2 separate regions of the Mus musculus genome follow, and region 2 is linked to region 1. A link is a contact called in public HiChIP or PLAC-seq data. All regions are on one chromosome and are shown on one strand. Each heading gives the region's core, a stretch centred on a gene start, on an enhancer-like site or on the middle of the called end of the contact. The rest is flanking DNA. Distances are from core to core; before and after follow the strand shown. Region 1 holds the start of 2900009J06Rik (RIKEN cDNA 2900009J06 gene). Region 2 has its middle 55 kb from the start of Gm23056.

What was found. HiChIP or PLAC-seq counts read pairs in DNA pulled down with a chosen protein or histone mark.
Region 2: an H3K4me3 HiChIP or PLAC-seq map of bone marrow-derived macrophages shows a contact between it and region 1, with 6 times the contacts expected there. The contact joins the enhancer-like site here to the promoter of 2900009J06Rik in region 1. A contact is called at or near these places in 3 of 39 promoter capture datasets (the 3T3-L1 cell line, embryonic stem cells and liver), 6 of 115 datasets of contacts at active chromatin or transcription factors (T-cell acute lymphoblastic leukemia, bone marrow-derived macrophages, embryonic stem cells and 3 more) and 2 of 9 other capture datasets (adipose tissue and liver).

The regions. Positions count from the first base shown.
Region 1 is chr1:127,771,436-127,777,620 of GRCm38.p6, forward strand. 2900009J06Rik (RIKEN cDNA 2900009J06 gene) reads right to left here and starts at 2,619. Exons shown (of 2, transcript NR_045298.1): 1 at 2,493-2,619. Ccnt2 (cyclin T2) reads left to right here and starts at 2,729. Exons shown (of 9, transcript NM_028399.1): 1 at 2,729-2,950; 2 at 3,666-3,747. The coding sequence starts at 2,793.
Region 2 is chr1:128,828,369-128,834,605 of GRCm38.p6, forward strand. No RefSeq gene overlaps it. Among named protein-coding and RNA genes, the nearest start is that of Gm23056, 55 kb to the right of the region's middle. Within about 2 kb of position 4,408, at least 115 of the 459 cell types and tissues checked have an H3K27ac peak or open chromatin away from gene starts, as enhancers often do. A contact at or near this core is called in T-cell acute lymphoblastic leukemia, adipose tissue, bone marrow-derived macrophages and 2 more, where this site is marked.

The DNA.
Region 1 (6,185 bases), core at 1,369-3,868:
TCGTGCATGGCAACAGTACAAAGCTGCTGAGGCTGGGGTGCGATAGTAGCTGGAGATTATGGGCAAGCAAGCGTGGAAGGAGAGGAAGCCAGAAATGTGGCCTGGTCAGTAGGCTGTAGTGAAACATTTATATTAAATCTTATAGGAAGCTGTCAAATTTTGTTCCTAGCAGAATAGTAGATATTTAAGCCTTGTGGCAGGAGAGGTCAGGGCAAGGAAGACTACTGTGGATGGACATGAGAAGGTAGAGAGTCTTAGGGTACAGTGACAAGATCATGTGAAGCCAATTATAGAAGTGCTACGGAAAGCCAAGGTCAGTTGTATCAAAAAGGAATGCAAGCTGGGGCTGGAAAGATGTGGCTCAAAAGCTCCAAGCATTTTCAGCTCTTTCGGAGGACCCAAGGTTTAGACCCCAGCACCCATTATGTAGCAGCTCAGGACTCAGGCCGCAGGAAATCTGGCACCACTGTGGGCACCATGCTTACATGTAGTGCACATTCATACATGCAGGCACTCAAGCATACAATGAAGACGTGTTTAAAATGTAAAGAAGGAGTGAAGCTTCAATGCTCAGTGGATAAAAGTGACTGCCACCAAGACTGATGATCTTAGTTCAATCCCCATGGTCCACGTGGTAGGTGAGAAGAGTCCTCAAGTCAACTTCCAACCTGTACATATGTGCTTTGGCATGCCCGCAGCAACATGTGCCCTGCCGCAACATGCACAACTGAAGAAAACAGAAAGGACAGATCTGCTTACTGTGTGTTTCTTTTGTATTGTATTATATAAGACACTTCGTACAATATTGAAAGGAGTCAACAGAGAGGGCACAGACTTGCCTTGTCCTTAATCTTATATGGAAGCCACCTTAACATCAAGTGCCATGCTGGCTGTTGTCTTCTGTAGATGTTATAAAGTTGAAAAGCTCTCCTCCATTTCTACTTTTCTCTTTTTTATCATTAGGACTGAGTGTTGTAGAAAGGCACTTATAGAATGTTACTTTAAATCAATCTAGGAACATCTAGGTAACAAGATGAGAGATCTTGTTATATCTATAACAAGGTATTATTTAGGTGGCTGTTCACAATAACCACCTACAATAATCAAAACACTAGCATAGCACAATAGAGCAGGCAGTAGGCTGAGGCAGGAACCCCCAAATCCTGACAAATGAAAGCCTCAAGTTTTAATCACAAACACACTAGCCCTTTTATTTATTTTCATTTTAAGGAATTTTTAGATAGGGTCATTTTCTTTACAGCTGTTTATTGTGCATGAGTGTGCACACGCATGTGTGCCACTGAGCACGTGTGAAGGTTAGAGGACAATTTGTAGCATTTGGGTCTTTCCCTCTACCATATAGGTGGGGAGTGAACTCAAGTTGTCCGGCTTGGCAGCGTTGCCTTTAGCTGGTCGGCCATTTCAACAGCCCTCGTTGGCTTTTTAAAAGCCAGTTTTCGATAACTGACTGCAGTCTTCAGAAAATACTTAAAAACTAAAGTGTAATTTGGTCATATACAATAGGCATTAACTCAGAGGCAGATAACATGTAAACAAATGAGTGGTGCTTCCTTACAAAAAGATGGAAATAAATCATCAGTTATAAGAGACCTTACTTTATAAAATCCTAAACAATTTTTTTCTTAGCTTCTCTTGCACTCATTTGTTAGACTGTTGGCCTAGTATGCCTAAGGCCCTCTGCTCCAGCACTTCAACCAAGATGCGGCACACCAGCCTATAATCCCTGCACTTTGTTTCTGGACAACCTGAGTTACAGCGTTCTGCTTCTCCCCAACCATCCCCCAATCTCAACCCGCAGAAACCACACAGACCTTCAAAACCATACACCCCATCTGGATGGAAGGCCTAGAGAGTCATGACCTCCAATTATTAACTTCATATTGTTTGACAGGTAACTTAATAAGAAAGATATCTGCAGAGTGATGCCACTGGCCTTGTAATCCCAGCACTTCCGAGGGGGAAGCAAGAGGACAGTAAATCCAAGGTCATTCTTGGCTACAAGAGTGAACACAAAGCCAGTCTGGGACACATGGCACATCGTTTTAAAACAACCCATACCCCTTGAGTGGCTTTAGGTTTAAAGTAACGTTTTAAAGGCGCATGCTCCCCAACATCTACTAGCGATTTAAAAAACAAAACCAAAAAACCCAGAAGACACTGTTAGTTCACTGCTAGAATTAGCGTTCTTTCCTAGCTAACTCCTCCGGAGGGTAGCCATTCGTGGACACAGGAGTCAACAAAGCTAAGAAAATACACCCACCAACATGTAAGAAAATGGAAGCTACAGCACGAAGCCGAGACTAGAAAAGCCTTTTCTGACTTTAACGCACCCGCAAACTCACAGACCACAAAATAAACCGTTTAGTTGAAAGCTAACGTCCAAGCCCTATTAGGCAGCCTCAGGACCTCTTCCCTGTTCGCCCCGCCCCTTCCCCTTAGCCCCTCCCAGATCCAGCATGCACCGCGTCGACCTTTTCTTTCCGAGTGACCCCCACTTTACGGCGTCTCCCAATGACAAGAGGCGCAGAGCATTGTGGTCCCGCGGGTCCGAGAGAGAGAAAGGGGAGGGAGGCCGGAAAGAGAAAGCAAAAGACCAGCGCGAGCCGGCAGGGCGGGTCCCTGCGCGTGCGCGTGGGTAGCAGCAGGCCCGGAAAAGGCGTGGCCCACCCTACGGAGAGCACATTGGGGCGGGGCCTCGACACATTGGCGCGGAGTCCCGGAGGCAGGCGGGGAGGGGGCGGGCTCAGGGCGCGGGCGGAGGAGGAAGTGTCATGGCGTCGGGCCGTGGAGCTTCTTCTCGCTGGTTCTTTACTCGGGAACAGCTGGAGAACACGCCGAGCCGCCGCTGCGGAGTGGAAGCGGATGAAGAGCTGTCGCATCGCCAGCAGGCGGCCAACCTCATCCAGGACATGGGGCAACGTCTCAATGTGTATCCTTTTTCTAGTTGCGGCCCTGCGTCCCACACGCCCTGGTCGCGCTCGCCGGGTGACCGGGCCTAGTGTCCCGGGAACATGGCGCCGCTCCCTTTGCCGTCTTTTGATCTCGGGAAAGACACAGAGAAAGCTAGGGCCCGAGCTGCCGTGGCGAGCCGGAGAAAGAGGAGATGTGCCGGGGAAGGCGGGCCGGGAGCCCGCGTTGTATAACCTGTGTTTGGGAGCGCGTGATGCGGGAGGGAATAGCAGTGCTTCCCTGGCGAGAGAGGAGGAATCCGGGATGAGCAAAGCCAAGGGGCGGCCCCTTCCACTTTCGGAAGTCAGAAAAGGCCTTGAGACGTAGAGAGGTCGCAGATGTTCCACGGAAAGTGTTTTCCGAGGCTTCCGTGCCGGCTCCAGGGCGGCTCTGTTGCGCCGGGGGAACGCACGTAGATGTTTCATGTTCTTTGGGTGTGTGGCGCGCGCCTTTCGACTACTTTATTTCTACTGTACTAAGCTGTAACCTAATTGCAAATAATTCCTGGGCTCTCCCTACGTAGCGTATTAGAATAATTTGGCATCCAGACTGATTTCTCTTCTCCCCGCAGACTTTCTGCATACTTTCAGGTTGAGGATTGGATTTGAGTAAATGGAAAGGGGATTTTTCCATTCAAATTGATTTAGTTTTTGGAAACATTTTGCTTAGATTATTTTCTAAACGTTGCATCCCAGCTCTCAGCTTACAATAAACACTGCGATTGTTTATATGCACAGGTTTTATATGCACCATTCCTTCACCAAATTCAACAGAAATGTAAGTACTGTTTTATTGTTTTAGACGCCGAATGTTAAAATGAGTAGATAATGCGAAAACAAGTTAGTTGATCGTTGTTTTTACTTATAAATTGAGCGTTCTACGTTTACTATAAATGTGAGTTATGCAATAAACGTTTTGCCTCGTGCAGAGGAGTGTGTGTGAGAGAGAATTTTATTAATTAAGCTGTAAAGCACAGTGTTAGCCTTTTGTTGTTGGATTTGTTGGGGAGGGGGGTGTTGTTTTGTTTTGAGACAGGGTCTCACTTGTAAGTCTGGCTGTCCTGGACCTAAATATGTAGACCAGGCTGGCCTTGAACTCAAAAGAGATATCTACTACCTCTGACTCCCCAGTGCTTGGGATTAAGTAATGTGCCACCAAGCCTGGCGGAGAAACAAACAAAATGTTTCTTAACTCAAAAAGCGATAGTGTTTTGCTCATGTAAAATTTGCAGTTGGGGTGATTTATATTAGAATAATTTAAGTACTCAAAACAGAATAGTTTGTTTGGGCAAGTGTAGTCCTTGGGAAGGATACATTTAATTGTGTAGGGTTCTTTGTTTCAAATGGTATGAATTGAGTCTTGCTTTGAAGTAATACTTTAATTTCTCTTTATAATTTGCCTTTTATTAGAATTTTTATAGTGTTATTCTGAAAGGCACATGTAGGACTAGGCCATGTAAGGACTTAATGTTCTTTGTGGATAGTTTGTGGAGTTTAGGCTCCCAATTGCTAAGGAAACAGTTTTAGAAAAGTTTCTTACATTTTTTGCTTTTGAAATGGCAGAAATGTTATAGTTTAGATTAATTCCTGCTTTAAATTCAGTTGATCTTAAGTCTAACCTGGTTTATCAAATTTGCAAGTTGTTTTTGTCTGAGACAGTGGTTTGTTTTTGTTTTTTTTTTTTGTTTTTTTATAACTGTGGGTTTTGCAGTCCCTGTTCTTTTAATCTGTTTTAATCTGTTTTGAGTCTTGCTCTTTCTGGATTATTTTGTATCATTCTTAGGTCAATAGTGGTGTTGTAGAGAAGAAAAGAACCTATTTATAATGCTTATGCTAAGAGAATCCAGTTTTAATTTCAGTTCTCTAAAAGTAGCAGTGAATTAGTGAGCACTAAGTAACCTTGGCTTTTTCACAGTAGTCCTGGATCATGCTGGTAGAAAGTACAAGTCAAAATCGTTGTGGAAATTCTTTGCAGAGCCGTAGATGTCCTATTTTTGCGAATGGGTTTGCTTTTCTATTTTCAGTATAAGATCTCGCCACATGCCTTGCTTTTTAAGCCCTTCCTTTATTTGTTTTTGTGTCCTGGTTTGTTTGCTTTAAGCAAACATCCTTCTCAATGGTAGAATCTGTCTCTTCAAATTTGCCTAGTTAGCACAGGGCACTTGCATGAAACACTTGGACTTACAGTCGTCTAAAAGTTTGTTTGCCTTCCGCATAGGAAGGAGGCTTGAGTGCTTAGTCTTTCCTAGCAGGGTAATTATCTGTTTGGGGAAACAACATCATCCCTCTCACCTCAATGTCTTTCTGGCCTGTTTTGGCAGCTTAAAGGTGGTTTTAAATACTGTATCAGTAGCATAGCCTCAGTAGTACTTCCCACACACCTGATCCTTCAGTGATGATCTCAGATTGAACATCGGTCATGTTTAAATTCATATTTTCTTGCATTCTTGAGAATTTTTTTCTCAGATTATAATCAAGTGTCATTTTTTAAAAACCCTCAAGTATCATTTGATAAATTAAACCCAACAGAGTAAGAAGCTGAGATGCCAGAACAAACTGTAAGGTCTTAAACTGTCATGCATCCATGATGCTAAGGTATCCTTCAGTATTCAGTGCTTTGTTTTAGTGTCTCAGATTGACAGATTTAAAAGTAAAGAAGCATTTCTGTGCTTGTTTATTTAAGAGTTGGAGTCAATCTTCGCCTGTGTCTGTCACCGAGTAACTTGTTTTTCAGTTGTCAGTTTTCTTGGAGAGTCCAATCATTCTAAGGAATAGGTGACTGTATATAGCTTCAGAATAAAACTATCTTTAGGACTGGTAAATAAAGAATATCCTTCTTGGATCAAGTTTAAGAGAAATCTAGTGAGCTGGTGAGATGGCTTAGGAGGTGCTTGCTGCCAAGCCTAATAGCCTGAACTTGATCTGTGGGACACACAGTATAAGAATCTCAATCTCTCTCTCTCTCTCTCTCCCTCCCTCCCTCCCTCCCTGCCTGCCTGCCTGCCTCTCTCAAACACACAAAAATAAATATAAAAGCATGTTTTAAAGATTTATTTATTTATTTTATGTGTATAGGTGTTTTGGTTGCGTGTGTTTGTGATATATATATATATATTACTGTGTGCACACCTGTTCTCTGCAGAGGCCAGAAAAGGGCGTTAGATCCTCTGGAGCTGGAGTTATAGGTGGTGGTGAACCATCATTTGGGTGCTGGAG
Region 2 (6,237 bases), core at 3,158-5,657, 1.1 Mb after region 1:
AACCCTCCCATGACAAAGCCTGACCGATGAAGGAGTTCATCACTGAATAAGTGAGACTCAGAAAAGGAAAGCAAGCCCAGTTAGTAGCTGGGTAGAGAGCATGCAGGCTGCGGGTGAGATTTACAGAAGAACTGACTTGGAATTAAGCTAAGGACATTGAGCTGCTCAGTAACTCCACAGGTCCTGTCATAACTTGGAGTTGTCATATGCCTAGGAATTAGTGATGATTGGGGGGTTGGAGGGTAGGGAGAAATGAATGGAATCTGACGCTTAAACATTTAGCAAGATTTCTGATTGTATAGAAGCATTCGAGCATTGACTAATGTCACAATGAGGGGCTTCTCCTTGTGGTTTTGGGCTATGTGACCATTACCATTGTCCTTTCTGAGATCCAGTTGCCTCTCCTCTTGAGACAGACAGATATAACCACAGCAGAGCCCTGACAGGGCCTTGGGACTGACTGTGCACAGACTGTGCACGCATTGGAGGGGAGCAAGGTGCCTGAGTCCCGGAAGGGAGAGCAGTGCTCATCAGAGCAGGCTCCATTGAAGGAAAAGCATCTTCAGTTTCCACGGAGAGGAAACAGGGAGGGGATGGGATGTTATGTTCCAGAGGCAGGCAGGGTCAGCAGCTCAAACTCACGGGCTGTGTGTTTCCCAGGGAAACAGGACATTCTTTCCCACTCCGATTTGCACAAACCGAGGTACCAATTTGCCACCGTGGCTGCGCTTGCCACTTAATTTGAATGTAGGCTGAATTGAGGCAGCCACAGCAACTAGGACCTGGGAGGATTTCCCTGCTATCGTAGATACCCAGGGTCCCAATATTATTTTAAAAGAACTTTTAGTGTGTGTGTGTGTGTGTGTGTGTGTGTGTGTGTGTATGCCTAAGGAGGCTAGAAAAGGTGTCAGATCTTCTGGGCCTGGAGCTCCAGGCAGCTGAGCTGCCCGATCTGGACCTCTGGGAACCAAACTGAGGTCTTCTGGAACGAACGGCAGCAAGCGCTCTTAACTGCTGAGCCATCTCTTCTGTCCCCCTGTTGCCCAAACTTTGCTGATCTTCATTTAACAGTCCATTGGGTGTTTTATTGATCACTTACTATATGCTAGTTTGGGGAAATTCAGCACTGAACAAGCAAAATTCAGAGCCTCGCTCCTGGACCTTCCAGTCTTGTAGTGGGTAAAGGAGACAGACACATCTCTGTGTGCAATTAGCATTTTCACTGTGGAGTACACGCTCAGACTGCTGTGGGAAGGCATGATATTATGGGTTAAGACCCCATTTATGTAAGGGCTTCAGCAACAAGAGAAGGGAGGTGGGGGTGGAGTTCAGAGAGGAAATGAGACACTGGGTGGGAAGGGGACAGCCCTGCCTCCTTCTCAAGCACAAACCTCCTTTGTTAAACAGGCACAGGCCGTGGGAAAAGCTGTCTTCCTGCTTCCTGATACTATTCTCTGAGAACACATATGTTATGCTTGCTCCTTTATTTCTCCTATGTAATTTGTGCCTGTTTATATGTATGTATGTATGTATGTATGTATGTATGTATGTATGTATGTATGTGTGTAAGGTGTGTGCCTGTAAGGTATGTGTTTGTGTGTGTGTCAGAATGATGTATTTTGTATGTGTGTACATAGTCTGTGCATTTACATGCATGTACAGTGTATCTGTATGTGTGTTTATGTATGTACAGTGCATGTGTTTGTGTGTGTGCAAGGTGCATATTTGTGTGTGTGTGCATATATATTTGTATGTGTGTGAGAATGATGCACATATGGGTGTATGTACAGTATATATCTGTGTATATTTGTATGATGTATTTTATAAGTGTGTGCAGTATCAGTGTGTGTGTGTGTGTGTGTACATGGGCACATGCATGCATGAATTCATGTTTGTGTGCATATGCATGCATGCATATGTGTGTGTGCGTGCATGAGCACACACGTGCATGTGTACATGTTGTGTGTGATGTAAAGACACAGAACAACCTTGGCTGCTGTTTGTCATTGGCTGTCCACTGTCTCATTTTTCTCTTCCTGAGTCAGTCTCTTATTGTTCAGGAATTAGCCAAGTAGGTGATGTCAACTGGCCCGTGATCCCCCAAATCCACCTGTCTCTGTTCCCCAGCTTGGGGGGTTGTAAGCATGTGCTGCCTCACCTGGCTCTTTTTCATGGCTTCTAGGGTTTGAACACCAGGCAAGGCTAGCACTTGACCAGCTCACGTTGTAGTCTCTGGGCTGTTATTGATTGTCATTCCTCGTCCTCTTGTTCCCTACCTTCTGCTCCTTCAGACTCGGCCTAGGAAATGGCTTCACTCAGTGCTGCCCTTCATTCCATTTGTACATGTAACGTGATGGTTTCTCACTTCTGTGTTTCTCACATCATGTTGAGGTGTGTGTGTGTGTGTGTGTGTGTAATGACTTTGCAAATATGGAGGTGACATTTTCCCACTAAGGAAGTGGGTGAGGGCATATATTGACAGTGCTCTCAGAGTGTAGGTTGTGACCTCCCACATAGGTCATGTACCAGGTACTTACGTTATGATTCACAGCCATAGTAAACTTACAGTTATGAGGTAGCAAACCACGATGTTTTGGCTTGGGGTCACCACAACATGAGGAACTGTATTCAAGGGTCATAGCATTAGGAAGGTTGAGGACCACTGTGCTAGGGCCAGAGGTGTGTAGGACCCAGTGGTCACGGTGAGAATCGGGGCTTCTGGATCGCATCCTGCTCTTTGGTGGGTTCACCTCTCTGCTGTGTTTATCAGGATGTCTGCTCCAGAGTAGGAACATTTTCCCTCTGTTTATTGATCTGTCCTGCAGGTACTTGTCAGTTCCCTCGAACAGTGGATACGGCATTACTTAGCCCCTTTGTGTGCCTCAATTACCTTATCTGTGTCAAATGGGTGCAAGTAGTCCAAACTCACAAACATTTATGAAACGCTCGCTCTGTGTCAGGGGCCCCGTGAAGCTTCGGAGATGCAAAGATTTCAGGACAGTTCCCAGCCGCCATGCTCTAGGTAGCCCTCTCCTCTGGGTACTCATTCTGGTACAATATGATAAAGGAGTAATCAATTATAAATAGTAAAAGTATATCTAAAATGAAGGGACATGCCAGACACGGGGAAACAGAATAGACTATCAGCTTTGAATGGGTGGATGAGAGAAATGCTGACCAGGTTATTAGATTCTAGAGAGACAGTGCACTAGAAAGGCTTAGTGCAAAATGTCAAGGGCTGTGTAGGAAAGTAACTGTCAAAAAGGTGGTGGTGTGGGCCGGGGATGTGGGTTAATCAGAGTCATCACCTAGCTTGTAACTGAAATGCCGTGTTCCATCCCAGAAATTGGTTACCCGTGTGCGGTGGTGCACGCTTGCAATTTCAGCACTTGGAAGTAGAGGCAGGAGGATTTACGTGGTCAAGGTCATCCTTGAGCATCTGTTGCCAAACCTGACTCCTTGGTTGCCAGGGCTTGCTCACATGGTGAAAGGTGTGAACTAATGCATGCCAGTTGTTCTTTGACCTCCACACATGTACTGTAGCACACACATGCCCAGAACCCCATGCGCAGGAAAAATGTAAAACGCAAGAAAGATCACTGTGTGCTGCACAGTGAGCTGGAGGCCAGCCTGAGCCCCATGAGACTCTGCCTGAAGCAAAAGCACAAGTGTGGTGTGTGACTTGAGAAAAGTCAAAGAAGAAAGAGCTGGTCAGGGCCCCAGAGGGACCCTTCGTTTATTTTGATGGACCACAGCATTATACAAAAACAAAATTCAAGTTCATGGGTCTGTCTGCCTTAGCCACTCTGCTTGCAAATGAAGCTTCTGGCTATAGGAATGACCAAATCTAGCCACTCCAGGAGTGAGGACAGACTTTCTCAGTAACGTAGAGCATCAGAACTGGTTAGGCCTTTGTTGGAAGAAGGTGGGTGACGAAAGTACACACGCTAAAGAGCCGATGGGATGTGGGGTGGGAGGATGCGGGTGGGGGATGAGGGTGAGAGGGTCGGGGTGGGAAAGCCACGCCTAGGTCAGTCCTGTTAGTCCTGTGAGCCCTGACGGGCTGGTGAGAAACTTTTCTCCCCTGCAGCCTGCAGTTGAGGCGATCTGAGTCGTCATTCTGAAACAAGCAGTTAGCAAACAAACAACTGTCATAACGAAAGAGCGATGTGCGTAGAAAAGCGTTTCTCTGTTAGGGTTCCCAACAGCATGGGTCAAAGGACATTGTTCAAAGCAAAATAATTGTGTAGGATGAGAGTCTGATGTTATCCCAAGAGGACTATTTAAGCAAAGCAAAGCAAAACAAAGCAAAAGAAAACAAAACAAGCAATCCCTCTGTGCTTGGCGCTTGGCTCTTGGTTTTTGTCAAACTCAGAAGTCACGTAACCTAGAGGGAAACATGACCACAGGGCGCCCTCTGGTGTCGAGGCAAACCCACTACAGTCTGTGGTCTGAGACCCTGCTTGCTCCAGAGGGGAACATCTGATGTGGAGGGCCATCCTCTGTTGAAGTAGATCTTCTTTATGTGTTTGTGTGGGGGTGGGTTGGGGTGGAGGTTTCGGGGCTGTGGGGGGGGGGACAACACAGGCAAGCTCCGTGAAGGCTTCCACAAATGGCTCATTATTGGAATGGAAGAGTCTCACTAAATCCTAGTGGCCAACAGCTAACAAAACCAGAACTGTCTCTCCAGAGCTATCTCTCCTTTGCTGTTTGCTTCCTCGGCTTAGCTGTCATTAACCAGCAGGGGTTACTTTCTTTGAAGTTGAGCGAGTTAGACTATTGTAGAAAGAACAGTAATTGTGGCACCCCAAACCATCTGTGGGGTGTCCTCTTTGTGGCTCTGTGGGCCTCAGGAAGCACAGATGGAAAGAGGAAGAACAATTCTAACGTTCTGTTGTTCCCTCACCCCAGGAGGGATGTCTTTGCTGCTAATTGATGCACAGATGTTGCACGGCTGTTGGCATGGGTCCCTCGTGTGATAAAGAGCTGTCATCTCTTGTGGCTAGACCTGCCCTGGGCTCAGTTTCATGGCAGCACTTCATCCGACCTCAACTGTGGTGAAAATGAGGGCTGGTCCGTAGGATCAAATGACACTTCAGTGCTGCCCGGCTTTGTCTTTGTCTAAAGCTGACCGATGATGCCAGTGCCAGCTGGAGATGATCCCAATAGTTAGTCCGCAAGGTTAACTTCGCCAGTTTGTGCCCAGACATCCTTGGTTGTCCATGGGGTCCACTCTAGCTGTTCACTTGCATGTGTTGGGAGGACATAATACCTAGAGACTTTGCTAGTATCTGGGGGAGACCTACTGCAGCAGAGAACAGAGAAGGAGTGTGCTCCGTAGACTACAGTCTGAGTCTGCCATGGGAAGCGTGGTGGGCAGACTGGCGCTTAAACCATTAGAAGCTTCTCCTCTGGGGAGTCTCTCAAAATCGCTCTTTGGTGATGATGAGGAAGGCACCTGTGGTCAAGGCTGCATTGTTTGCACACAAGCTTTGAAGTCCTCTTTAGATGTTCTGAGTAGTCCCTAAGGAAGTGGAGAGGAGGGAGGTGGGGAAGGAGGGGAGGCTGGAGAGAAAATAGAACTATTTCTGAATGCTGGCTTCTCCCCACAGAAGAAACATGTCCAGACAGTTGTTGGTACCCAGAGGGAACCCATGTCTGCCTCCACCTCTCTTAAAGCAGAGTGTGTATTTTTCTCTTCACAGACAGCCTGCAGGGATCTACTACTGGTCCCAGTTTGCCCTGGGCCAGTGACTCCTGGGAGACCGCTATAGGAATGGGTCTCATGCAGATGCCCAGGTACCCCAGATGGAATCGATCAAACTGCAGTGGTCCACATTCTTTCTTTTACAACTAATCCAATCCAGATAATTCCAACATTTAAATAATCTGCACACTACATACTTTCAGCTAAAATATGAAAATCCAATGCCAGTAGTTGTATGATTTTGTAGCCTGTTATATTGTCAATGTTTCTATTTGAATGCCCAGACAGGGCTTGCCTAATATATCATGACAGCACGCTTTCAAAAGAATTATTTTCTATATTTGCGTGAGGGGTAGTACACATTTTGTGGGGACGGTCAGAGGACAACCCTGGGTGTTACAGATCCTTAGGCATCTTTCACTTTTTAGTGAGACAGACCTCTCATTGGCCTGGAATTTTGTCAGGTTGTCTGTCTGGCTGGCTACAGAACCCCAGGGATCTGTCTATCTCCACCTTCCCAGTGTTGGGAT